4 separate regions of the Sus scrofa genome follow, and all the other regions are linked to region 2. The links are chromatin contacts, called in public HiChIP or PLAC-seq and promoter capture Hi-C maps. All regions are on one chromosome and are shown on one strand. Each heading gives the region's core, a stretch centred on a gene start, on an enhancer-like site or on the middle of the called end of the contact. The rest is flanking DNA. Distances are from core to core; before and after follow the strand shown.

Evidence for each region. Promoter capture Hi-C pulls out the DNA fragments that hold promoters and counts their contacts. HiChIP or PLAC-seq counts read pairs in DNA pulled down with a chosen protein or histone mark.
Region 1: a contact with region 2 is called in a promoter capture Hi-C map of fetal skeletal muscle, with 5 times the contacts expected there. The contact joins the enhancer-like site here to the promoter of ZNF827 in region 2. A contact is called at or near these places in 1 of 5 promoter capture datasets (fetal skeletal muscle), 8 of 47 Hi-C or Micro-C datasets (alveolar macrophages, embryonic fibroblasts, heart right ventricle and 4 more) and 1 of 2 datasets of contacts at active chromatin or transcription factors (skeletal muscle).
Region 3: a contact with region 2 is called in an H3K27ac HiChIP or PLAC-seq map of alveolar macrophages. The contact joins the enhancer-like site here to the promoter of ZNF827 in region 2. A contact is called at or near these places in 1 of 5 promoter capture datasets (fetal skeletal muscle), 5 of 47 Hi-C or Micro-C datasets (heart right ventricle, liver, retroperitoneal adipose tissue and 2 more) and 1 of 2 datasets of contacts at active chromatin or transcription factors (alveolar macrophages).
Region 4: an H3K27ac HiChIP or PLAC-seq map of alveolar macrophages shows a contact between it and region 2. The contact joins the promoter of LSM6 here to the promoter of ZNF827 in region 2. A contact is called at or near these places in 6 of 47 Hi-C or Micro-C datasets (alveolar macrophages, embryonic fibroblasts, fetal heart ventricle and 3 more) and 1 of 2 datasets of contacts at active chromatin or transcription factors (alveolar macrophages).

What each region holds. Positions count from the first base shown.
Region 1 is chr8:82,364,660-82,371,500 of Sscrofa11.1, reverse strand. It overlaps LOC106504715 (a long non-coding RNA gene), which reads right to left and starts at 5,780. Exons shown (of 2, transcript XR_001298398.2): 1 at 4,850-5,780. LOC106504714 (a long non-coding RNA gene) reads left to right here. Exons shown (of 2, transcript XR_001298397.2): 2 at 1-2,812. Within about 2 kb of position 1,535, at least 61 of the 83 cell types and tissues checked have an H3K27ac peak or open chromatin away from gene starts, as enhancers often do. A contact at or near this core is called in alveolar macrophages, embryonic fibroblasts, fetal skeletal muscle and 4 more, where this site is marked.
Region 2 is chr8:82,591,669-82,598,304 of Sscrofa11.1, reverse strand. It overlaps ZNF827 (zinc finger protein 827), which reads right to left and starts at 1,745. Exons shown (of 13, transcript XM_021101536.1): 1 at 1,137-1,745. The coding sequence starts at 1,179.
Region 3 is chr8:82,798,148-82,805,289 of Sscrofa11.1, reverse strand. It overlaps LOC100523624, which reads left to right. Exons shown (of 13, transcript XR_002346751.1): 12 at 2,837-3,003. Among named protein-coding and RNA genes, the nearest start is that of SMAD1, 190 kb to the left of the region's middle. Within about 2 kb of position 3,474, at least 71 of the 83 cell types and tissues checked have an H3K27ac peak or open chromatin away from gene starts, as enhancers often do. A contact at or near this core is called in alveolar macrophages, fetal skeletal muscle, liver and 3 more, where this site is marked.
Region 4 is chr8:82,423,557-82,430,351 of Sscrofa11.1, reverse strand. LSM6 (U6 snRNA-associated Sm-like protein LSm6) reads left to right here and starts at 1,851. Exons shown (of 4, transcript XM_005666841.3): 1 at 1,851-1,999.

The sequences.
Region 1 (6,841 bases), core at 286-2,785, 230 kb after region 2:
CCCAGGGAGTCTGTCATCTATTGCCAGGCTTGGGTACCACTGTCTAGAGCTGCAGGAGCCACATGTTTGATAGTGGGTAGAACCAGTGTTGGTCTCGGTCCTTCCTCTACTTTAGCAGCGTAGTGTTAACCCACTTCGGACAGCGCAGTGTGCCTGCCTGTGTCAAATCTTTGAGCTGGGTTGGGATCTCATTTTTTATCTCCCCATTTCCACCGAGAAAGACGGCATAGGAAAAAAAAATCTGGAAATAAGACAAGCCTTAATTCAAACCTCGACAGTGCTACTGATATCTCTTAAACTCAGTTTTAACATCTATAAAAGGCAGATGATATAATTTACTGGGCAGGTTTATTGTGAGGCATAGATCTTAGGGCTATTGTGAGATGGTGTTGTTTGAATCCTATGGAAGTATTATTTCACCATTGGGCTCTGAGCTCTTTGAAGGTACAGACAGCATTTTCTGTTTGTCTTTGTATCCTTAACCTCTAACACAGTAAATAGCTGGCACATACTAGATGCTTAAGGTAAACTTCTCAGAGCAGTCTGCCCAGATGCTTCATCTCAGGATCCCCTATATATCCCATTATACCCTCTTGGTTTCATTCATGGCCTCAACTTGCTATATTTGCTTGTGTATCCTCTTTCTCCAAATTAGACTGTCATTTCTATGCTGTCAGGACTTTGTCTTGGTGTTCAAAGTCTAGAACCGTGTCTGGTACACAGTAGGTGCTCAACATATGTGTATCCAGTGGAGAAAGGAAGAAATGGCAGCTATTTTACGAGGACTCATAGTAGCAGTGATTGCACGATGAACTGGAATCAATCCAAACAGAAAAATGAATTGTCTCTGGACAGCTCAGCAGAAGGGGTGAGCACCGCCAGAAGCCCTTGGAGTTTCCTCCTCAGAGAATTCTGCCTGGGAACCTTTCTTTAGGGCTGGTGATTTCCTCAGGCCTCCGCCAGGAGGCCCTTCATGCTGAAGTGAGCAGCGTGAATGAGGTTTCAGGACCCGGACAAGGGCTGCCTCGGAAGGAGCCTGAACTGGGGCCCTCTGAGGCGTGGGGGAGGGGGCCACACCCTCTCCTGGGCTTGGCACCAGGGGAAGGCTCCAGACGGCGCGGGCTCTGTGCCAGCCTGCTTGGTTCCAGTGGGAAAGCTGACCTTGGCCAGGAAGAACCAGGAAGAGGCACAAATGACTCATTGTCCCACATCCTCCAAGGTGAAAACCCAGCAGTGTGTGTGGCCTCTGGGGCTGGACGCTATTGCAGCCTTGGCTCCCTCCGCAGCCCAAATAAAAGCAGTCGGCCAGCAACTCCGGCGCAGCCCAGGAATACAACGCATGGATGTCACCCATTGTCCCGTTCCACACACTTCCCTGCACTGAAAGTTCCTGAACACCGTGTGTAAGTTCCAGTTCTAAAAGTGGAGCACTATTTCCTTCTAAAGACTTAAGACAGCCTTCATTTCCAATCAAGGGCATGTGACATTGTATGGACTCGTGGAAGAAACGGGATCTATTTTCAGGTCACGTGTGAAGAAGGTTGCGGTGGAATGTGCTTTATTTTTATTCACGAGTTTGGGATCCAAGTCACATTTGTAAGATGCGCCACTGCCTTAAGATTCCCACTAGAGGGCACTCTTGGAAAATATTTATAAGTACATATTTTATTGCTGTCAAGGAAATGCTGTTTTTTAGAAGAAGGGTGGGGGAGGGAACCCGCCAACCGGTCTGAATTTCAGGACAAGCCCTTTGCCTTCACTGGGAACTACTCCTGATTCTTTCAGAAGCGCAGCGAGAGAAGGAAGCTGGAGAGCCCAGGGCAGCTGCTTTCTTGTCCTCTGTCCTTTTATCCACGTGGAACGCAGCTGGCCCTCCGGCCTGAGCCCAAATCCCCTCTGCGTCATGGGGTGGGGGGCGCGCAGCCCCACCTGCCTGGAGATTCCTCTTGGAAAAGGGCTTAGAGATGCTGAACTTGGAGGCTTACGGTTTGGTTGGGGGCCTTCCCTTGCAAGCTAGCAGTGGCCGGAAATCCTCAGAAAAGTGCCAGAAAGGGTCAGAAGGGTGGCTGGGGCGCCAAACAATTAAAAATAGGGCTTCCGGGCAGGCAGCCATGGAGATCTGGCTCGATATGTAAATAAGTGTAAATAAGAGCAAGCCTCGGTGCTTGCTGGAAGAGTGCTGTGCACATTTTGTGCAGCCAGGGTTGCGGGGGGGGGGGGGGGGGGCGGCCCTTATTCTGCATACAGCCCAATTTGTAGAAGAAAAAACTTTTTTTTCTACCACAAAAGAAAATAGCTCCATTGAGTTCCATTGGCGGGGCAAGGGAGGAGATTATTCTTAAAGTTAGATTTTGTATTCAACGAATAGAAGAGTGTCAATGAACAAATGAGAACTGATTTTTAGCCACTAACGCCTTGATTCTGGAGCATAGCTGATACCTAGCACTCAACTCTCCCATCCTTGAACATAAACTACTTCTATCCCGGGCTCTGTCCCACTGCTGTGTGTCACCTTTTAAAGTTGACATTAATTCACTCATGTGAGTGACTTCATTTCATCCTGGAATGAGCTCCGTGAGGGGGTGTTACCATCATCATCCCTATTTCACAGAAGGAAACCAAACTCAGAAAGGGGCAAAGACACACAGCAGTGGGACAGAGCCTGGGACAGAGGCAGTTTACATTCTTCCGGGAATCTCTTACTGAGCATCCGCCATACACCTGGCCCCCTGCGCTAGGTGTGATCTGCTGCTGTTTCTTGTGCTTCCTCAGAAAAAAAAAGGAAAAAAAAAAAAAAAAAAAAAAAAAAAAACCGGCTCTCCAAAAGTCAAGGTAAGCCTTTGAGTTCACTTGGGACCATTCCCCAATTCTTCCTGAAGAATGGCTAGAGAAGAAAATGGGGAAGCACAAAGGCAGCCACTTCCTTTGTCCACAAGGGAATCTTTCAGGTAGTCAGAGCCCTTGTCGGTCTGGGCAGGGTGGCAGGGGGTGCTCCTCCCTCCAGGCATCCTGGGATGATCAGGGTAGGACAGTTGCCCAAGACCACAGCCTGCTCCAGGCAGGCAGGCAGGCGTCCGTCCACGCTTCCAGGGGGCTGTTCCTTCTGTTGACCTTGGCAGGGTCTGTGCAGTCCCATTGGAGCAGACAGCGATCTTCAGAAGTCTTCTCTCTTTGCACTGCAGACCTCTTGCTATTTTCTGCAGGGATCGGGGAAGGGGGACTTTAAAAGTGGCTTTGCCGGCTCTGGGGAGAAGCAAGGTGGCCTGCAGAGACTCCTGAAGAGTTCCCCTGTGGCCTATGGGCTACAGCGCCAAAGGAAGTGGGAGATGCAAGGAGCAAAGATGGGCTCTAGGTGGTGGCTCCCAAGGTGTGCCCTGTGGTCGGCTTTCTCTCCACTCCACTCTCAATTTTTTCCCTGAGCACATATGACTTTATAAATGAACACACAGATGCACATGTGCACACCGCTTTAAAACCCAGCTCCTAGGAGTTCCTTTGTGGCTCAGTGGAAATGAATCTCACTAGTATCCATGAGAATGAGGGTTTGATCCCTGGCCTTGCTCAGTGGGTTAAGGATCTGGCCTTTCGGTGAGCTGTGGTGTACATTGCCGACTCCGCTCAGATCTGGCGTGGCTGTGGTGTAGGCTGCCGGCTACAGCTCCTATTGGACCCCTAGCCTGGGAACCTCCATATGCCGTGCGTGTGGCCCTAAAACAAACAAGCAAAAAAACCCCACTCCTGTCCAGTTTGTCAGGGAGAGTAACACCATATGTTGTTAACAGTGACTGTGCAAATAGACACCCGCCTCCTGCAATTCGGATGCAGCAGGGAATCTATACACAGACAGCAACAGACACAATAGATTGGCTCCGTTTGACAAAACCAAGGGGACTCAGAGAGAGGCAACTGAATGAAAATGCAAATTGGGAATCTGGGCGCTACTTTCTGCTTCTGAACCCTGTGAGGAGGAGGTAGGAGGTTGGGGAAGTGAGAGAGGCCAGTGGTCCCGAGCCCTGGTCTCTTCTCCCCAATTCATCCGAACTAGGGCTGAGGTCAAGCTCAATTCTGAGAACCGCAGGCTCCTGCTCTGACAAGCCGGGCTGGAGGGACCCAGAGAGAAAGAGGAAATGGGCTTCTCAGGCACAGAAATATGGCTGTGGGTTCCCTGGTTCATAGCTCTTACACGTGTCTCAGAAAGTCCCTCCACTCGCCTTGGCCTGATTCCCCAAAGCCAGGTGAGCTGCGGAGGCGTGGGACCTTTGGTTCACACTCCGGCGCCCATCCCCTGCCGGGCAGCCGCCGGGTGACTGCAGCAGGGCCGTGGGTGCCGTCTGCCCCCTGCTGGCCGAGGGGATGCGAAGGGCAACCGGGCGAAGACGCTCGCGAACAGCGCGGGGGGTGGGGGGGGGGTGGAGGCTTCTGCCCAGTGCCCCAGAGACTTGGGAGGGACCAGTCTGCAGCCAGCCGGGAGGGGTTAGAGGAGGGACAAGAAAGCTCTCCGAGGCCCAGACTGGGGATACTCTGTGCTTAGACTTCACCAGCCAGCGAAGGGGGAGGTTCACCAGAACAATCCAGGTGGGTGGGAATTCCTCCCTCTTGAGTGTGGCGAAGAGAGCCACGTGGGCATCCTAGACACACGCTTCCCAGGGTCTGGCAGGGCCTGTTTTTGGCCAGAAAGGGAAGGAGGGTCGGTCTTAGTTTGAAATACCTTTAGGCTGGTGGCTTAGATAGTTCTAAAGGGGAAGAAGAGAGGCGAAAATGAAGTACCCTTAGAGGTCCTGTCCCTCATGCCTGTCATCAGAGAGCTTGCGGTGAAGCCACTGTCCCAGTCCACCGCGCCATAACTCACCCCTTGCTTGGACCCATTCAGCCGCCCGGCCCCGCACTGCGCAGCTGCCAAGGATGATCGTGTCCTTGAGGCATTTTTTTCTGCTCTGATTTTGGCCGCTCTTTTGATGCCCGCAGAATCAGATTTTCTCAGTTGTTCCATTACTTCAGACTACTTGTTAAACAGTGTCTTCCGCGGGCAAAAACAAACCTAGATTAATAAAGTGCTCGTGAACGGGGCGCTAGGAGGGAGCTGTCAGGCCCCACGCGGAGAACGCTGAGCTGCAGGAGGGCCCAGTCTCAGAGACCCTGGGTGACTGGCCGGTGACTTCTGCTCTGTCTCCACGGAGTCCAGGGCTGCTTAGCGCCAAGTGTGATGTGGACACTTGCCTGCTGGATGGAGACAGAAACTCATTTTCCATCTGTCAAGCAGCCTGACACAGAGCTGCTAATGATTTTCTGTCAGGCGAGGTCTGGCTGGATTTGAACCAGTGACCCAGAGGTAAAAGGCCACCATGTAGGGCTCCCTTTACAATAACTGGCTTGCCTCTGCCTCCTCTCGCCTCGCCAAGGGTTCTCTCTCTCCTCTGCAGTTGGATATTGGTTGGATCCTAACTTAGCATTTGGGCTGAGTGGTTTATGTCCCAGGAGGGCCAGCAGGGGTGCATTTGGGGGGGGGAGGTGGGGGATGGGAGATGGAAGGCCAAGAAGGACAGGGGGCAGGGCCTGCTTGATTACCCTGGGGGAAAGCCACCCTGCTCCTCCCAGGCTGGGTGCCTGACCTTGACTTCAGGATCTTTGCATGCAAACAGAGATAGCCCACACAGCAAAGGTGGCAACAAGAAACCCGGGTACTGGAGTTCCCGTCGTGGCGCAGTGGTTAACGAATCTAACTGGGAATGATGAGGTTGAGGGTTCGATCCCTGCCCTTGCTCAGTGGGTTAAGGATCCAGTGTTGCCATGAGCTGTGGTGTAGGTCGCAGACACGGCTTGGATCCCGAGGTGTTGTGGCTCTGGTGTAGGCTGGTAGCTACAGCTTGGATTAGACCCCTAGCCTGGGAACCTCCATGTGCCATAGGAGTGGCCCTAGGAATGGCAAAAAGACGAAAGAAAAAGAAACCTGGGTACTGAGGCCTCAATGTTCTGGGTCTCAACTAGCTGAGGTTGAAATTGTCTTTTTTTTTTTTTTTCCCCTGGTTGTTTTCATGAAAAAAAAAATTCTCTCAGGAGCATTCATAGATTCTTATGATGCTTCCCATTCAGTGAATGATAATTGAGTCATATGCCAATTTCCAAAAGTAGTGTTTTATAATCAGAAAATGTCTCCTCCAGGAGTTCTTGTTGTGTGGCTCAGTGGTTAACAAACACCACTAGTATCCATGAGGACGCTGGTTCGATCTCTGGCCTCACTCAGTGGGTTAAGGATCCGGCGTTGCCACGAGCTGTGGTGTGGGTCACAGATGCGGCTCGGATCTGGCATTGCTGTGGCTCTGGCGTAGGCCGGCGGCTACAGCTCTGATTAGACCCCTAGCCTGGGAACTTCCATATGCTGTAGGTGCAGCCCTAAAAAGCAAGAAAAGAAGAAAAAAGAAAAGAAAATATCTCCTCCAGAATCACAAAAGCAGGGCCAACCCATTGTTCAATAAATATTTGTCGAAGTTCTTGCTATTAGGCAAGCCTCCTGCTAGTCACCAGAGTTACAGAGATAAACAAAACAAAGTACCCACTGAAGGAATGAATCATTTAGGGAGGGAAAGACATGTAGACAAAGGTAATTTGGCACAACCTGATAGGTGATAAATAAGCAAATGATGAAATTCAGTCGAACAAACTGATCACTAAAAGTATAGTCTACAAACAATAAATGCTGGAGAGGCTGTGAAGAAAGGGAACCCTCCTACACTGTTGGTAGGAATAGAAATGGATGCAATCACTATGGAGAACAGTATGGAGGTCTTTAAAAAACTAGAAAGAGAGTTACTATATGATGCAGCCATTCCACTCCTGTGCATAT
Region 2 (6,636 bases), core at 496-2,995:
GGTGGAGGAGGGGAAGGGGACCGGGCCGTGCCGGCGGGTGTGTGTCTCCAGTTGGTGTGTGTGGCTGCAGCCGGGGAGGGCTGTGATGCACTTTAGTCCTGGACTCTGCTCAGGCTCTCCGGGGAGGGGGGTCTGAGAGCCCGAGTCTCGCCCGGCTCCGTCTGCTCCGACTGACCCCGCATTTTATTGCGGCCAGGAGCCCTGCTCCTCCCTCCCCACGGCTCTGCAGGGACCTCGCGCGCCGCGAGCCGCCCTGCCTCCTGCCTCCGCCTCGGCGCAGCTCCCGCACCCCACATCCGCCCGCCGCTGCCCGGCCTCGCCCCCCGCCCGGCCACCCCGCGCCCCGGCGCGCCCCCTCGCCCCGGCGCCGCGGGAGCAGCCGCCCGGCGGCGCGTGTGTACCCGTGTGTTTGTGTGCGGTGCCCCCACACCCTCCCAGCCGCTCCCGCCTCGCCCGCCCCCGACTCCCCTCCTCCGCCGCCGCCTCCTCCACCTCCGCCTCCTCCTGCTCCTGCCGCCGCCGCTGCCGCTGGCGGCTCCGGGGCCGACCAACCCCGGCGCAACCTTTAGCCGGAGACGGACCTCTCCCTGGATCCTGTACCCGGCAGGCGGCCGCGCGCCCTCGCCCCGAAACCCCCAAACGCCATGTCACGGCCCCCAGCCCTCCGCGCGCCCCGACCCCCGCACCCTCAGGCACCGCGATCCTCAAGGAATTTTTTTTTTTTTTAAAGATTCCAACCTCTCCCACCTCCCCTCCACCCCCGATTAAAAAAAAAAAAAAAAAAAACCGGCATCCACGCTACTCCCCTCCTCCCTTCTCTGGCCCCCTCCCCCCAGCAACCCGGAGTGAGGAGGGGGAGGGAAAGGGAAAAAAAGCCCGATCTCAAGGAAAAAAAGAGGGGGGGGAGAGAAAGAAAGAAAAAGAGAGAGAGAATAGAAAGGGCACCGGGCTGATCATCACCAACATGGCTGCCTCAGCATAGACCTAAACGAGGAGTAACCCGGGCTGTGTCTTTGTCAGTTTCACCTCTGTAACCCTAAACTAATGCAGAAAACAACGGAGGAGGCTGCGGAGGGGAAAGAGGAGAGGGAGGGCGAGAAAATGGCACGAGAGGAGGTGGAGAAGGGATGACTTACGTGAGGGAAGGCGCTTGGGCTGCTCCTGCTTCCTCCTGGGCATTTTCCCCCTTTTCTCACATTCTCCTCCTCGGTTAATGTGAGATCAAATAAACCCCCGTGGGGGCAGAGAGGCAGACACTGGCAGGAGCGGGGAGGTAGTTGGGGGGGCGGGCGGGCGGGCAGGGGGAAACCCCTTCTCTCCGGTGTGTGCAATGGGTTGAAGCTTGTTTCCTGGAGCCAGAAGAGGGGTTTTCTTCTTTTCTTTCCTTTCTTTTTTTCCTTTTTTTTTTTTTTTTTTAATTTTTGGTCGTGCACCTGGCTTGTCCCCGAGCGTAATATTCTTCAATGGAAACGGATCTAATAGGTGTGAGTGTGTGTGTGTGTCCTATGCTCGCGTGTGTGATGGGAGGTATAAATAAATGAGTGCCGGTGCGGCGGTGTCTATGGCCGCGCTGTGTCTCCGAGCCCCTAACACTAATGTCGGGATCAAAGGGCAGCGGCGGCGGCAGCACAGCTCACAGCTCGCTCTCTCGCTCGCTCGCTCTCTTTCTCGCTCTCTCCTCTCTCGCGCTCTCTCTCTCTCTGTCACACACACACTCACACACACACACACACAGAGGCACAGACTGAAGGAAAGAGCGAGAGCTAGACACACACACACACACACACACACACACACACACAGAGCAAAGAGGAAGGTGCCCTAAGGCTCCCAGGGCGGACTCAGCCCGGGATTTGCAACCGCTCTGGCTGGAAAGAATGGGGGGCGCGCGTGCGGGGGTGGGATGGAGTTCTTCGAATTTATCCCGCTATTCGCCAAATCTAGGGGGGGAAAAGTTTGTCCCACTCTTTAAACAACGATTAGTTCATTATTCTTACTGATTTTTTTTTTAAGAAGGAAATAGGTTTTGTCTCTTAACTTTCTTTTGTTTATTAGACTACATTTTGTTCTGTATAAAATCCTTCAGGCTTTTTGTCACAAAAGAATTACTCTCTCTCCCCATCACCTTAAGTCTGTGGAGGTGACAGTCTTCCACGCACTCTCCAAAAACACTGCAATCAAAATAACAAAAAGAAAAAGATAACATATGGTGAGATCAATAACTAGGTTGATGGAATAAGTGCCCAGTTTTGGAGTGTCCGGTGGAGTTAAAACTGGAAAATGCTGCCTAAATGAAAATTATAGCTCCTTGACAAAGGGGGAAAAATAAGATTAGGTCACTCCTGATGGCTGATTTAACTGCTACACGATGCTCTATGGTGCACACAGCAATCTTGACTTCTGAAATTTACTTTTTTTCCCTGCTCTAATACAGGTATGTGAAGCTTACCCTGAAGCAATTCCAGTTTGCATTATGAGCTCAATATAGCGGTTTTCATTAACTGATACATACTTTCATTACTTTACAAATCACACATCTTTCTTCAAAGAGAGACATAAAGGGGAAAAATAGAAAAGGACGGGTCTCACTCCAGCACAAAAGGTACTTGGTGAAAGAGGACTGTTCTCTTTGTGACTTGCAGTCATTTGGATAAAAGTTCACTCAGAGGTTGTTAATGATTTAAACTCCAAAACTTGCTACTATAATTGAAGTAAAAAAAAAAAAAAAAGTCTGCAGAAGAGTTGTTTCATAAAACTCTCTTTGTAAGAGGAAACTTTGAACTTAGCAGAATACATTATATGTCATGAGTCAGATGTAGCTAAAAAATAAAAAGGTGCATTATTTAACTACATTTTCCCTTTTAAGCTTTTTAAAACCTCTGACTCATCATCTTATTATGTTAAATATTTTCTTACAAATTTTAAAATAGACTTTTTCATCAAAGAAGGTGGAGGCACGGCCAAGATACAGAACATTAAAATGACACTCCATGCGCTTGCATGGATAGCTAATGCCTCTTTGAGGTTCTGACTGAATTCTCACAACTGAAGTGGTGTTCAAGACAGTCATGGGGGTTAAACCCCTACACCCTTTCAAAAATAACAATAAGCTTTCATTCCTCACATTTTTATTAGGGAAGCTTAAAGAGTGTTGTATCTCCCAAAAGATTTTTTTCATTGATAATGAAACCTCAGGACCCCCACTGCCAAATCCCTTGAAAGATCTAGCCTCCCAGTAACAAGTAACATCTGAAGCAGGTTTGGAAACACCTGCTTAGATTCAATCTAAAACCAAACAGAGAGTGGTCAAGTTTGAAAGCATCTTGCTTAAACCAACTCTTCCTTGAATATTGGCTGGAGTAAACTGGTAGTTAAGGTTTCCCGAGTTACCATTGGAAATAGAGCTACCTTTCAACTCAGATGGAACGCAACTTATGCCATGATTTTTGACGACTCTCAGTAGCATTGGACTTGAAATTAGCACATGAATGACATATCAGAGCCCATCATTCTCAATAGACTCATTGGCCTGGGTGTGAGGAGTTTTAAATCTAACCCGGGGTAAATGGAATGATCCCAACACTTCACCACTGCTCCCTCAGAGCCTTTGGCTGGGATATGGACGACAACAACATGACACACCACCACCTTTTCCTGAATTGCTGATTCTCTGCAATGCTTAGTACACTATAATTGAAAACACACTTTAGGCCTTTCCTCAAAGTAGAGAACATTTCCCAAGACCTTTTAAAGGCACACAGGCAAATGCTGTCAACTTTTAATTATATAGGTATACTATCAACAGCCAAGAGCATTTTTAAATTGAATTTATTCATGCCTCTACCTCTTTCCAAAAATTATTTGAAGTAGTACGCAACAATAGAAAATGAAAATAGGGACAGAACAACTTCTGTTTAAATCTCAGCTTGGTATCTCTGCATCACACTCGCAATAGCTCTATATGTTTAGGGAACATAAACTAATGTTAATATCAGACTAACCTAAAATATTAGGAAGGTAAATAGCTGGAGGTTGCTACCATGGATTTAAAAATCAAGTGGATAAATAATTTGGGATGTCAGAGTTCCAGTCGTGGCTCAGTGGTTAACGAATCCGACTAGGAACCATGGGTTGCAGGTTCGATCCCTGGCCTTGCTCAGTGGGTTAAGGATCCAGTGTTGCCGTGAGCCATGGTGTAGGTCACAGACGAGGCTCGGATCCCTCGTTGCTGTGGCTGTGGTGTAGGCCGGTGGCTACAGCTCCAATTCGACCCCTAGCCTGGGAACCTCCATACGCCGCAGGAATGGCCCTAGAAATGGAAAAAAGACCAAAAAATGAATAAATAAATAAAGAAAATAAAATAATTTGGGATGTGCGTAGCCATGAACTTGGATGGCCGTTGATCATAATCATCAAGTTGGAATATTCCTTTCAATTCCCTCCCAGAGCCCAAGCTTTCGAAAGCATACTTTATCTTGATAATTACAGTACTCTCTTCACCCCATCTTCATCACCTCTCAAATGTGAGATTAAACTAGATTTTCTCAAAATTGTATATTCTGGAGTTCCCATCATGGCACAGTGTTTAACGAATCTGACTAGGAACCATGAGGTTGCGGGTTCCATCCCTGCCCTTGCTCAGTGGTTAAGGATCCGGCGTTGCCCTGAGCTGTGGTGTAGGTCACAGACGCACCTCGGATCCCGAGTTGCTATGGCTCTGGTGTAGGCCGGCAGCTACAGCTCTGATTCAACCCCTAGCCTGGGAACCTCCATGTGCCGCAGGAGCAGCCCTAGAAAAGGCAAAAAGACAAAAAAAAATTTGTATATTCTAAGAAGTTTCATCAACGTTCACTTTCACAGGAGTAATTCAATCCTTTCCCAGGCATCGAAAGGGCAGAAGATGGCTAGCAACCCCTCCCCAGAATACTGTGTGGTCTACAAGAGTCCTCCAGGTCAAAATTCTTTTCAAAATGTTATTTGCCTTTTTATCTGTTTTTTGTTTTTGTTTTTTGTCTTTTGTCTTTTTAGGGCCTCACCTGTGGCATATAGAGGTTCCCAGGCTAGGGGTCCAATCAGAACTACAGCTGCGGCCTACACCACAGCTCGTGGCACCACCGGATCCTTAACCCACTGAGTGAGGCCAGGGATCGAACCTGCAATCTCATGTTCCTAGTTGGATTCATTTCTGCTGCGCCATGATGGGAACTCCCATTTGCCTTTTTATCTGTGTTGACATTTACACCACAGAGCAAAAGCAATGGAAATAAAATGCTGGTACCTTAGCAGCTGAAATTAAGGCAATGACACCAAAAATGTATCAGTAGTCGTTTTCAGCTTCACTTCAAAAAAAAAAAAAAAAAATTCGTTTAAGGAGGTCCTTGATGGAGCAGTAAAAATTGTTAATTTCATTGAATCTCAACCCTTGAGGGCAAGACTTTTAAGTATTCTCTGTGACAAAGTGTTAGGTACATATAAAGTACTTATGCTGCATACTAAAGTACATTTGTTATCTCAAGGAAGATCATTTGAGAGATGGTTAGCTATAGGTGCTATTATTATTATTATTATTATTATTTATGGCCACACATATAGCATATGGAGGTTCCCAGGCTAGGGGTCAAATTGGAGCTGCAGCTGCTGGCCTATGCCATAGCCACAGCAATGTGGGATCTGAGCCACAACTGCGAACTACACCACAGATCACGGCAATGCTGGATCCTTAACCCACTAAGTGAGGCCAGGGATTGAACCTTCGTCCTCATGGATACTAGTCGGTTTCGTTACCACTGAGGCACAACAGAAACTCCTGCAGTCACATTCTTAACCCACTGTGCCACAGTGGGAACTCGGTGCAATTATTAGTATAGATGGAATATTATTTTTACTCAAAAGAATGACTGACTAATTCTTCAGACTTTGGTAGTTCTCAAAAAATGAAGTGAGCCTATAACTTCAAAGAAAACAATTCATGGTATTTTTTGCAATGATAATAATATTTGTAGTTAGACATGCAAATTAGAATTTTAGATAATTTGTATCCATCACTGTGAAATTTAACAGTTTCTTGATATTTGCTTTTTTGATGAGATGCATGGGGATATTAATGAATGTGACTTTTTGATACTGTGCCAGCATTTTAGAGGAACTGTAGAACTCAGTATTTTCCAAATGACCAATACATGATATTACAAAAATCATGCTGTAGTAAAGATCTATTTAAAGCACAAGATAGACCAATGGATTTTAATGGAAGAGTATAAAAAGGTCATTGACATAGTTTCAAATTCTACACTGTCAGTAATTTTTAAGAAACTACCACTCATCAAGTTTTGGTGGTGTGTCAAAGAAAAATATCCACAATGATCTGAAAAGGCTGTTAAAATATTCCTCCCTTCTTCCAACTACATATCTGGGTGAGGCTTGATTTTCTTTGTGTATGTCTTTAATAAAAGCAACATATCACAACAGAGTGAAAGCAGATACAAACATGAGAATCCAGTTTGGCTTTTGGTAGTCCAGACATCGTAGAGATTTGCAGAAATGTAAACCAATGCCACTCTTTTCACTCAATTTTTTGTTTGTAAAGGTGCAGTTATTTGTCTAAGAATGTGTAACTTATATTGCATTTATTATTTT
Region 3 (7,142 bases), core at 2,225-4,724, 210 kb before region 2:
TGGCTCGGTAGAAATGAATCTGACTAGTGTCATGAAGATATAGGGTCAATCCCTGGCCTCGCTCAGTGGGTTAAGGATCTCTTGTTGCTGTGGCTGTGGTGAAGGCTGGTGGCTACATCTCCGTTTCGACCAGTCTGGGAACCTCCACATGCGGCAGGTTCAACCCTAAAAAGTCAAAAAAGAGAAAATGGTTTAGGAATGGCAGTACTGTTCATTTATTCATGCTATACCCCACCACGAGCACTTTTACATAGGCCGTCTGTCTCTTCATGCTAGATGGGAGAATTAAAAAGCTAACATCCATGGACCTGAAGAAGTACAGTCGACGAAGGAGAGACTTCCTCAGGCATGTAAGAATCTTTTCACTAGTCACCCAACAGAAGATCCTTGGGAGTGTCAGTAGTTTTACACAATGTGGCCATGAGGGTGGGGGCATGTGTGTGTGTTTAGAGCTGGTGGGAAAGTAATCAGGAATTGACAATCACCTGTCAAATAAAGACCACTATAGAAACAGACTATCTTGATAAGCAGTCTTCGCAAAAGCCGTGTGAGCATTTCTTGTTAAGATCTCCCCAGTTATTTTGTTTGTTTTATTTTTATTTATTTATTTTTTGTCTTTCTTTTAGGGCCGCACCCACAGAATATGGAAATTCCCAGGCTAGGGGTCAAATCGGCACTGTAGCCACCAGCTGACACCACAGCCACAGCAACTCGGGATCCGAGCTGCATCTGTGACCTGTACCACAGCTCACGGCAACGCCAGATCCTTAGCCCACTGAGTGAGGCCAGGGATCAAACCCACATCTTCATGGATACTAGTCGGGTTTGTTAACCACTGAGCCATGACGTGAACTCCTCCCCAGTTATTTTGGAAACAAGCCTCTAAAGGGCTTATGGGGACTGGAATTTCTCTTATACTGTCCAAATTCTCATCAGTAACATCAGGGGTTTGCTGGATTCCACCTCCTGTGAAAAAGGTGATAAGTTCACAGATTGTCCTTCCCTTCTGGGGACCCACCCGGGTGCCCAGTGTCCTGGACTCACCTTCTTCACGCTCATTCTGCCACCCAGCATCTGCTGACATGGCCCTCCAGAGCAGGGGCTTTGTCTTGCTTCATCAGACTTTCTCAACACCCAGTAATCTTTAACAGGATGTTAAAACAGGATTCTTTTTATATCTTGAGAGTTCTGGCAGAGACTCTTAGAGAAAGAAAGAATAAAAATTGGTTTCTACAAGCACCCTACTGACTCTACCTCATTTAATATAAAAGTTACAGTGATTTTTGCTGTCATAGTACTTTCCTTTATTAAGATTTCTCTTTAAATTGACTTTAAGAATTTGGCCTCACCATAAGTAATTATATTTACAATATCATGGGTTTGGTATGCTAGTTATGTGCATTAGAAAAAAAAAATCTGACCATTAAAATAAAAATGTTATTCAATTACCACCTGACATTATCAGAAGAACCACCAGTATATCTACATATGACTTTGTAAAATGCTAGTCTATGGGCACCAACTAGTTAATCTGATAAATTTAGCTAATGGGACAGAGTTGGACAGCCTACCTCCCAGAAAATAGATTAGTTCCCAGGTAACTAATCTATTCAATGGTGGCCTTCTAGAAATGGTGCGTTTTTCTTCACTTTTCTGCTTTAGGACCTGGTAATTTTCCTAGCATGGGAAGCCTGTGGCAGGCTGTGCAGGGAGTTATCTGGGGGCATTTGAAGCTGGGCAGTCTGTTGAACGTTTTTCTGAAGCCAAGGGCCCTCCCTTCACTGCAGACTTGGTGCATGCTTCTAGGAAGGGTAGTTGATTTCCTGAAAGTATATTTACTGCTCCCTGGCCTCCTGGGAGTTGCCTGGGAGAATCATTAACTATTGTTAAATAAATAAATCCCTCTTGCTGTACAGAGTTGTACTGGTGCCAAGCAATTCCATTGCCAATGTCCGCAGCTGTTCCGGGGAACAGTTGCCTGTCTCTTTGAGGTGCTTCCCCGACTCCCTCCCCAATGTGAATTTTCTATACTCACAGTAGCCTCTTTTAAGTCAACAATTCCCGACAAATTAATGACATTACATCCTGCTCATGTTTTTATGGTGCAACAACAGGCTCAAAGTACAATACCCCCCCCCCAACACAGGCACACCCCACACAATTAATATGGGGTACTTGCTTGGGAAACTCTGGGCCTAGAATTCTGACTGGAAAATAAATCATAACTTTCAATTCATAGGACAAGGCAAAATCTTAATGTTTTTAAGAGGCACTATATTTGGGGGGGAGGGGAACAAGCATTGAGAAGTAAAATGTACAGATTCCTGCATCAGCAGTAAGTACGGATTGAATGAAAATTTCATCCATCATTGACAATATTCTCACTTTAAAAAGGATTTGCTTGGTGTCCAGCTGTCTTCTAAATATTTATATTTCTGGATCCTATCTTCCAGAAGTTCATAACTGTAACATTAACTGGAAAGCAGAGAAATCCACATCCAAGACTGTCTGGACTAAAGGGATGGTAGGGAAGACGGGGAAAGAATCTCACTGTTAAAGGCTGATTAAAGGCCAGTAGAGAAGCACTGAATCCTTTGGTTATTATTGATTCCTAGAGTGCTTGCCCTTTTTTTTTCCCCCTCTTCTGCTTATTGATCTGGCCTTCCTGACAGCGACAGAATATATGAAATAGGAAGTTAAGGGAGATGGAGGAAAAGGCAGGAACAATCCCAGTTCTTGTTTGTTATCGATGTCCTGGCAATTTAATTCCCAATTCTGTGCAAAAAGTAACCTTAGTGGATGGGCGATCGCTGACAACCAGGCCATTTTTCTCCAGTTTCAGGAACCGTGTGATTCTACAAGCAAGGCTAGCTCATCTGAAGACTCACAAGCGGATCAATACTCCGTTTATAGTCTGGGAGGGCCGTTCTCGACATTTGGCTGAGTCGGAAAACGAAGCCACAGAGCTGGAGGCCCAGAGCCTGCTTAATTACCGCCTTTGAGGTAGGAGAGGGCCTGGGAATGCCCAGACCTGAGAAGGTTGCCTTTCTTGAGCACTTCCTTGGACTTCAAACGACTTCATCTCTCTCTCTCTCTCTTTTTTTTTTTTCTTTTAAACTGGATGAGAGGACAAAGTTGTTAGAATTATTATTAAATTTTCCTTTAAAAATAACTACTTGGAACCACACCTCTCTGTAAGAACGACAGAAATGGTGTCTGTGGCTCCGACAGCTGTCGGCTCTGGCGTCCAACGAGCCCTTCCATCTGGGAGTCCCGGGCAGGGAAGGGCGCAGGGGCGTGAGAAAGGCTCTTTTGTATTCAGAGCAGTCGCCGGCAGAGCCGCAGCCTAGCACTGCCAGGTTTTCCTCGGCGCAAGGCGCCGCCGGGAAGCAAATTGGCTCGGGCCGAGGGGCTGGTGGGGGTGACCTGCGTCGCGGCGGGGGCGGGCCCCTGGGGGCGGGGCGAGTCGCGGCCTTTCTCGCCCGGCCTCTCTCAGGAGGGCCCCCGCGCCATAAGCCCCGCCCACGGCCCCGCCCCTCCCCGCCGATGTCTTCCTCTCCCTGCTCCTCCCCTCTCCTCGCCTTCTCCCTCTCCCCAGGTCTTCTCTCCCCACGATCCTCCTCCCCCTGCAGTCGTGGTCCGTCGCCTGCTCCTCTTCCGGGTCTACGACCCTCCTCCCACTGCATTCTCCCCCACCCCCGCCAAGACTGCCTCTCCCCCCAACCCCCAACAATTCCCACCAAGGGCCACCCGCCACCCGTGCCGAGGGCGCTGGAGGGAGGGCGCAGAGACCCTCTCGGGCGCGGGAAGGCCCCGCCGTGGTCCGGGACGCAAGGGGCCCCCAGCAGCTGCTGTCCCACCCAGGGAGGCAGGACCACGAGTGGTTGCGGAAGTAGCTGTCTTCCTCCGCATCCCTCGCCCTGCTCTCTGCCCCCAGTGCCATTTACTCCCATTTGGCAAACTGTCCTTCTCGATATGATTTGTATTAAATAGAAAAAGTAATTAAAAGTCGCACCACCACTCGTACCTCCCCCGCCCTCCCAAACCTCCTAGAGGTTATTTCTCTTCTTTAGCCCAGGTTAGACTAAATACATTCCCTGGAAGCCATCTGGTCTGATTCCCAGGATCCCCACGTATGGTTTCCATTAAACTCGCCAAACCATGCATTGAAAGTGCTGCCTTGGAACCACTCAGGAACCTCCAGGATTTTTGCCCTGGCCAGCCTCATGGATCTCGGGCAGAGGGAGGTAAAGGCCTCTGCTGAATATGTCAGTACCGAATGATCCTGGCCTCATGCTGTAATTATATGCTTTACTACTCCGAGAACATACAGTCCTCTGTGTTATTCATTCTTTCAGTATTTGCGTGTGTTTTTTTTTTTTCCTGTATGCAAAGCAGAGCTTGTTAGAATACTCTTAATTCTAAAACTCCATGTGAGCAGCTGTACAGAGGACTTTACAAAATAACCTGGCCACAGAATTATTTTGATCAGCAACATTTATGTGGATGGGTCTACATCTTCTCCCTTGCTGTCTCCCATTCCTACCCCCGACCCAAGACAAAAAACAAATATTCGCTGTGGAAAAAGAATCCCTTACATGTGGGTTGGGGTTTTCGGTCTAAGAAAAAAAGGGAACAGATAGGTTCATATATCATAATGTTAAAACTGGAAAGTTCCTTAGAATTCATCAACAGTAAGTCTGTCGTTTATTGAAGAGATTCAGAAAGTGTAGTTTAGGGAAGGTCACGTGGCTAATGAGTAAAGGACTAACTCAGAACGGCACCTAATTTGAGGAGAAGACTTGGCTAGATATCAAGTGCTTTATCACGCAGAGAAAAAAGACCCATCAAATTCAGTTCAATTGTAGCAATCCCCCCCACCCCCCGTCCCCCGATTTTGTACTTTACAGACTGCTTTCTGTCCTGCTCTGTCTCTGTCTTGCCTATTTGAGGAGTTACAGCCCTTTGTTCCTTTCCCTAACCTAGGCTTCACGCCTTTCTTTTTTTCTTTCCTTCCTATCCCCCACCCCACTCGAGCCCCAACCATGAGATTTTATTTGGATTTTTAAAATGAAACCAGGTGCTGCTTAAAACAAAAGCAAAGTAATAACAAGGAAAGACTATCCAACGCCTAAGGAATGTGCTGAGTTTTATGACTCAGGCTGTCCTGGCAAAGCGTTCGGACTTACACGGAGAGGTAGGTGGCACAGAGCAAGGACCATACATGGCAGCCCCAGCCTCCCCAGATAGGCACAGTCTAGGCAGCCTGTGACTCACTGCATGGAACCAAGACTTCCCAAGGCTAGAGCCAAAGGATCATCAGCTTTTCTCAACGAGGCCAGTCCAGGCTGACATAGCAGGGGCCATCCTGAGGTTTGGAGGGAAAGGGAGCCTGGGCAGAAGGCCATCCCTGGGAAAGAGACTGGCTTGATGGCCTTGAGCTAGGATTTTGGTACATTGAAGAGATGAGTAAACTGCATAGTAACATGAAAATGAGCACGTACTGTTTTGGAGACAAAGGCTTGGGGCCTCCAGGTGACAGGATTGCCACAGTGCCTCAGAGGAGGGGGATGTGTGGCATTGTTGCTGGGAGCCCCAGGTGGGGGGGTGGGGGGCTGCTGCTGGGGCCGTGTGTGATGAGGAGCGAGGGAAAAGCAGTCAGATTCTGGAGGGCCTTCTGGAGTGCCCTGGCTGATGCAGTCGGGAGAAGCAGATAAGAGCCGGAGTGGTGAACTTGACATAAACACCAAGAGACACCCAGGCACACATCCTCACATTCCAAGGATTCTTTTCCAATGAGCATAGTAATGGAGTGAGATGTACATTTTTCTGTTACTAAGAGGTAGGCTGAGAAAGCTGAGCACACTGAGGGCTAAGGAGAAGGTCTCTGCCAGCAGAGCGGGAGGGTGAGGGTCTGAACTTGGATGACAAGGATCTGCTTGTGCTCCCTTCGTGACACAGGCCTGGGCTGAACGAGCCCCATGGAGCTGCTTCTGCTTCCCACCATGCCATTGAAGGCTGGCCTTAATGAGAATGAACCTTGGCTGGCAGAAATGAGATCTCTGTGCCACAGCCTCACGGAAGGGAGCCTCATTTTGTCCTTTTCTTCTTTCTTTTTCCCCCTTTTCCTTTCCGTGGAATACCTGTCAAAAAAATACACCACCTCTTCGATAATGCAGGAAAAGCTTGGCTTAAGTTTTTCATTAAAGGACACTTACCTAGAAAAATAGTCTTATAAGGACCATGACTGCATAAATATTTATAGTGTGAATGGGTGTCACTCTGGTCCCTGCAGGAGAATGGGCTCATTCAGTTTTATTTATGATGTGACACTCCAGTGACGGACATCCGTCATCTAGGTCGGCCCTACACACTGTTCTCTGGAAGCATGTTTATGGAGTGATTATGCCTGCAGATATTTGCTATATTTAGTCTTTCTCCTCCCCAACCCCCTCTCAGCTCTTTCAACTCCCCAAACCAGCCAGAAGCCAAGCTTATGGTCTAGCGAAGATTTGAGGCTAATAACAAGGCGCAGGGAATGGGACCAGTGCAGTAGAAGCACCTGATGAGCGGGGTGGGTGACCGTTGCTATGGTTCCCCGACACTGGGGTGGTTCGCTGGGCTTGCATCTCACAGGTGAGGGCTCTTGACGGGACATGACGACCCCAGCCCCAAGTGACAAATGCAGGTGGATCCTTACCAGACTTTCCTTCCCAAGGAACTTTCTTTGGACAGGACCTCGAAAGCCCTCAGAGACCCTGCGGGCCTCTAGGGGAGGGGTTGGTAGAAGCTCTGTGACCTCAGCTGCTGGGTCAAGGTCTCTGGTGTAACCCGAGTCAGGCACACCTGGCCCCCAGCTGGGGGGTGGGGGATCCTGGAGCTGCCTTCCTGTCAGCTGTGGAGAAGGGAGGCTACCTCTGGCTTCTCACTTTGCAGCTGCACATGCCCTGACCTGGGCATTCCAGGCTGGACCTAGGCCTGCTTCAAACTCAGGGCTTGCCTCTGATCCGCTTGGCCACCTATTGTTTATTCTGGGAAGGGCCAGGTCTTGGCACAGGGGCCTGAAGTGTTGCCAGCATTTTATTTTTAGAGACAGGAAGATGTTCACTTTTTGGCAGCTGCCCTTTTTTCTGGCACACACC
Region 4 (6,795 bases), core at 602-3,101, 170 kb after region 2:
AAACTCTATAAACTAAGCTAAATCTTGTCATACCATTTTTACGACTTTGAAGTTTCTTAATAAATTAGTTTGTGTTCAGGGCTTGAAGACTTGCTCTTAGTGGACTATTATTTGGAAAAAAAGTCTTGTACTTGTTTTCTTTGTATAATAAGAGATGGTGGGTGAGTTCTGTTGTGGCGCAGTGGAAATAAATCTGACTCCGACTAGTATCCATGTTCGATCCCTGGCCTCGCTCAGTGGGTTAAGGATCTGGTGGTGTCATGAACTGTGGTGTAGGTTGCAGATGAGGCTATGATCTCTCCTTGCTGTGGCTGTGGCGTAGGCCAGCGGCTGCAGCTCTGATTTTACCCCTAGCCTGGGAACTTCCATATGCCACGTGTGCGGTCCTAAAAAAAACGATGCTGGGGAAAAAACAAAATGTTGCGAAATATGGAAAATTGCTTGGTGGGTTAGTGAAAGGCACTTCTAAACTGTTGAAGGGGTTCTGGGCACAACCACATTTTGGTAAACTTCTTGGCTTATGAACAGATTCATGGTGCCTACCCCGTTTGTCTGATTGGGCCCCTTTAGATCCGTGCCCCTTAGAGAAGCTTGCAGCTGCTCTACAGATGAACCATATCCTTAAAATAATTCATTGCCCCCTACCCACCACATCAGTCATAATGACTCCATGAAGGCTCTTCAGCAAAGTGAAAGAGGCTATGAATAAAAAAAATTTTTTTGAATAATTGAAACAATTGGTACAGAATGTCGTACAATTTAGTGTCTTTTGTGAAGAAGGTTTTTAGGGACAGGGCTTTATACCCTACTACGTTGTAGGGCTTTTTTCTTTTTTGCAGCTAATTATTTTATTTAAATGATACTTAAATTTTTAAATTTACATTATATAACATATTGCAAGAACTACGAATACAGCCCTTTTCAATAAATCGGTAATTAGTTGGTCTTTACCCAAAGTGAGCCCTTACAGAAGCACTTTAAGGATATCTCTCTTTTCTACCAAGTCATTCTGTGTCGTCTTTATCAAAGGTTCATTTCTTTTGCATTTAGTTGAGTCTTATAAGAGGACAAGCTCATTTTTGTCTTAGAAATAAAAAATGTATTTTAGATGGTGTAAAACTTAAGCAGGGTTAGAGATCTGCCTTTGTTTATGGAATTACAAATTTAGAATAGAATTAAAGTATGTAAGTTTTAAGCTGATAAGGATATGTGTGTTGTGAAAAAAGGAACCAATCTTGGCATAAAGTTTTCTTCTTTTTTCTCTCCCTTTAACAGAATACTGAAAATTCATGCAAAGTTCCAAAGCAAGTTCCCATAGCAACACTTAAATAATGTCTGTACACCGTTTCCAGTCACAACTAGTTTGCAACGCACTTTATGCCTTTATAATACGAGTTAGTTTAGTGATTTTAATTTTTTGTGTCGATTAACGTCGTTATGGAAACAATCTCTTGCTAATAAAGACTTCGTCTTTACACATTTAATCAAAACCCAAAAGTGGATTTAAAGATTCGAGACTGCTTGTTTTATTTATTTATTTGCATTTAATGATTTAAATTCGGGACATTTCTGAGTATATAGCGTCATTACTTCAGCAGTGAATTCCAGTTTCCTATCATTTCAAGATATTTCTTAACATTTCTGCCTAAAAGAAATCCTGGCTAAAAGATCACTTCCAGTATTGCTTTTTTCTTTGTTAGAGGCGGGGAGGAGACGGTGTTGGTGTCTGCTTTCCGTTACAAGAGAGCAGCAGCGCTTTCCGCTTTGACTCCAAAGCGCCAACTTCGCCTTCGAGCCAACCAGGACTCTGGGGTCTGCGCGCTCAGCCGAGGTGCGGCCTTTTCGGTCCTCGCGGGCTGCCGTAGTCATGAGGAGCAATGATTGGCTGAGGCAGAAAAGTGCCGCCCCTGGGCGATTTCAGTTGCGGTTTTGCCGGGTTGGTTGGCGGAGGCCGGGCTTGTGGGGTCCCCGGAGTTGGGGTTCTGTTCCCGGCCGCGAGGTGAGCCACTCGGACTCGTGGGCCGTCCGAGGCCCCAGTGTTCCTTCGCTGGCAGAATTCGGGAGCGGCAGCCCGGGACCTGGCCGGCAGCCCCTGGAGGTGCGGGAGCGAGCGCGGACTCCGGAGCCTGCGGGTGGCGGGTCCCCGCGAGGTGCCGCGCTCGTGCTTGGTCCTTGGCGCGTGCGGTGGCCCGGAGAACTGGGATCCCCGGCGCCGGGATTCCTGAGCCAGGCCCCGAAAGCCCTTCCCCGAGGGCTGCCTAGACCACGCGGGGAGGAACGGCATCGACCAGGCCCCACCGAGCTGGCTTCCGAGACTGCTCCCAGTGGGCGAAGCTCCGCAGGGAACCCCATTAGGTCGGGGATTCGGCGGGAAAGCGGACCCCGAGCCCAGGGCCAGACTTCTCCCAGAATTGCCTGGCCTCTGCTACAACGGGGTGGCTACGTTTAACCCTCAGCCATCAAGAGCTGGAATAGCCACTTAGCGAGTTGTCTGGTTGCGAATGCCTGCAGTTGGCTGGTGTTAAGTATAGTCACCACGGCTTTGTGTGTAGGGGTGCGCGCGCGCGCGTTCACAGCAAGTATTTTTGTTTGTGTCTAGAAATAGGATGATGCAGGTAATCTTGAGAGTGTGACCTCCCCCCACCCCTTATTAATACAGGATTAATAGAAAAATTGGAAATACAGAAGAGTTTAGTATTACACGGTATCCTTCCACTTACAGTCTGTATTATACTTGTGTGTGCTAGTTTCTACTTGAGCTGAGGCTGTACTTATTTTATCACTTAAAAATGTATTTAGTTTTCCACTTTCGTTTAAAAGTGGTAACCTAAATATCACTCCTAATTTTGTATCTTTTTTTTTGATTGGTCCTATAAATTATTTAACCATTTCCTGGCTGGAGCATTTAGGGTGTTTGTGAATCTTTGCTTCGTTTTAGTATTCCAGATAATACTTTGATAAACCTTTAAAAAAAAAAACTATTTCAGATGATTAACTTGAACTAATTTGAGACGTGAAATTAACAGAATAGATGCTGTGATCTTGTAGGGTCTTTTAAGGGCTTCATACCCGTTGGCAAGTTGTTTTCCAAAAAAGTTTTAGTAATTTAGTTCTTTCATGTATGACTGCCTTTTTCACCAAAAGTAATTCATTTCTAATATTTCAACCGCCAAGGTTGAGCCTCTTTGGACTTTTTTTTTTTTAATGGTGGTGTGTGGCAATTCCCCTTGCTTGAATTTTGTGCAGGATTCTTCAAAGGATTATGTCTGTGTGTGTGTGTGTGTGTGTGTGTGTGTGTGTATTGGTGGAGTTACTGCATAGGCTGACTGAATATTGGAACAGGATGATCACTTAGGTGATCACCTGGCATAACTCCCTTATTTTGCAGATGAGGAACCTGAGTCCTGCAGGGGTGAGATGATGAGTAATCCAAGGCACACAGCTAATTAAGTAGCAGAACTGGGATTAGAACTCAGGTTTCCTGCCTCCCAAGTGAGTAATCTTTATGCTGCAGCAGGTGGTCTCTCACTAAACTGTGGCGTACTCAGTATTAGAATTTTAAAAATGTTGACAGCATTTGGATTATTCTACTGTTTTAATTATTTTTTATTGAAGTGTAGTTTATTTACAGTATTGCATCAGTTTCAGGTTACAGCACAGTGATTTGATTATATGTATATGTATATATTTTTGTACACACATACATATTTTTTCATATTCTACTGTTCTAGAATTGTTCCAAGTAGCAGAGATTATGATCATCTGAGGGAGCTGTAGCCCTGAAAAATGGGAAGGCGACTGTTTTCCTGACCAGGACTGGAAATTCTTTATTCAGAATGGCAGTGGCAGTCCCTTCAAGGGAATTTTTTTTTTTTTTTTTTTGATGGTTGTTTTCAGATTCTTTATGTGTTGGAATAAAATAATACATTATAATTTATACTCTATCATCTGGTTAGAATTTAGCTGTTGGTTCTCACTTGTTAACCCTTGAAGGGTTTTTAAAACTCCTGTGGCTTTAAGATCAGAGAACAATCGTGTTTTGATTTAGGGCTTATAGCAGGGTTTCTCAGCCTTTATGCTGACTTTTGGGGGCAGATAATCCCTTGTTGCAGAGGCATCGTCCTGTGCTTTGTAGGACATTGAGCAGCATCCTTGGCCTCTACGTCCTAGGTACCAGTGGTACCACCCTCCTCAGTCAGGAGAACCCATAGTGTAACCAGATATTTCCAAATGTCCCTGAGGTGGGGTTTAAAATCACTCCTGGAGGAGAACCATTTGCAAATGGGGATTGTTTGGGGAACTTTATAGAATGTCAGTAACAGTGCCCGTTACTTAGAGAGTCTGAGTAGGAGTAGGCTTCAGGAGTCTTCATTTTCATAGGTATCTGTGTTGATTCAGATGTAGCTGGCTTTTGGACAACCCAGAAGCATTTCTGTTTTCTCCATCTTTTATTTGGTGGTCAGCAATAAAGATATCCCTGTGTCGTAGCTGTTTACACACATGGCTGATGCTGTACAATAGTTGTCACTGCACCATAGTTGGGAGAGGAGAGCTTTTCCTTGGCACTGCCCTTAAGCACTGCTTCCATAAGCCTGGGCAGTGTGCTTTGGTGCCAGGGACACCAAGTGAATAACACGTCCCCAAGAAGCTTAGAACCCACTGTAGGAGACTCATCAGCAAAAAAGGGAAACTACAGGACAGCCTGCCAAGGACCCAAACTGCAAGTGAGAGGGGTGCTCTGGGTGCACAGAGAACCAAGTCAAAATTTTCTCTTGAGAGAGGGGAGGAGGGGTTGGTCTGGAGCCGTCAGAAGAGGGCTCAGTGTCCACTGTCTCAGAAAGGATATGTGTAGATGGCTGTTTGTCTTGGTGTCTGACGCCCTCTCCGGCACTGGAGATGAGTTAGTCTACAGCTGCGTTTACTCAGCTTGTAGTGTTATGCTTCATTGCTTATTTTTTATTTTTCAATTTTTTTTTTACCCTAAACTATAAATACTTTTAAGAGTAAGTGAAAGCTTATGGTAAACATTTGCCAAGAAAGAAGGATTTGCACGTCTTCTGCTCAGTGACACGACTCAGTCACATTGAATAGGCTTCTTTCTGTTCTTATTCCTTATAAATCTTCACAGGCTAATTTGCAATACTTTATCACTTTGGGCATTTTCTCCAGTTAGGTCTCTCACTGTCTCTATGACCATCCCCCAGGTTTAACAAGAGAATCTTGATGTATTCAAAAGGGCAGCTGTACCCTTTGAAAGGGCCTGAGCTTTGGGGTCAAGCCTTAGTTCTGCCCACCTCCTCATGGGGTTACTGTGTGAACTGCTCAGGCTTCTAACATTGCCTGGCACATAGTTGGATGATAAACTTTGATTTTCTGCCCCCCCTCTTTTAAAACCCTCTGCAGATGTCATCATACCAGACCCCTTAGTAGCTTCTGCCAGAAAATATAGTGCTTTTGACTTAATAGCCATTTATGAAAATAGGTCATTTAAGAGAAGCCTGAAAAAAAGAAAGAAAGAAACCTTAAAAAAAAAAAAAAAAAAAAAAAAAAAGCCTGAGTAGGAGTCAGGGAAAGGAGGGAAGGCATAGAGGGTGATTTTGGCTTTAGTGTTTTTTGTTTTTTTTTCTTTTTGCCATTTCTTGAGCTGCTCCAGTGGCATATGGAGGTTCCCAGGCTAGGAGTCGAATTGGAGCTGTAGCCACCAGCCTATGCCAGAGCCAGAGCAACGCGGGATCCGAGCCGCGTCTGCAACCTACACCACAGCTCACGGCAACGCCGGATCGTTAACCCACTGAGCAAGGGCAGGGATCGAACCCGCAACCTCATGGTTCCTAGTCGGATTCGTTAACCACTGCGCCACGACAGGAACTCCTGGCTTTAGTTTTGAAGGGAAGTTTTATCAAGGTGACCCTGAAGAAATGAATTCTTTTTCTTCTTATATGTCTATGGTTCAAGAGGCTTTTTTCCTTCCTTTAGAAACAGAACTGTTCCTTCTGCCTTATCCAATTTAAAAGATGAAAACTTAAAATTACATGAGCCAAGTCATGGGAAAAATTGTGGTGTCAAGACCAATTTAGCCGTACAAAATGGATTTATGGGCAAGTCATTAAGTAACAGAGAGTACCACGGAAACCTAATGAAGACAAATGTAAAAGATATGCTCTCCTAAAGTGATGGATAAAATGTGTTTGAAGCAACCATCCTCTTTCCAAATAACTTTAAAAAAATTTTTTTCAAGAGATTTAGCACAGTGTCAATATTCTAGAGAGTAAATGAGAAGCTTGGTAGTAGTCTCTCCTTTCATGTGGCTTCCAGTCTCTTGAGAGAGAAAAAACTACAAAACAGTAAAAAGTAGGAGTTCCCTTTGTGGTTCAGCAGGTGAAGAACCTGACTAGTATCCATGAGGATGTGGGTTCAATCACTGGCCTCGCTCAGTGGGTTAAGGATCCGGCATTGCCCTGAGCTGTGGTGTAGGTTGCGGACGCGGCTCAGGTGCTGCGTTGCTGTGGTTGTGGGCCGGCAGCTGCAGCCAATTCAACCCCTAACCTGGGAACTTTCATATGCCTCAGATGCAGCTGTAAAGAGATCAAAAAAAAAAAAAAAAAAAACCCGAAAAAAACCCACAGTAAAGCATATAAAAGTAGTAAATAAATAGTGCCAAATCACCAAATGAGAAACTGTGATTCCCAAACTAGGTGAGCTGGCCCGTCTCCAGTCTACTGTCTAAGGTGCAAGTCTGCTTAAAGAAGACTCATGCAGGTGTCTGCTTAAAACCTTCCCATGGTCCTCACCACT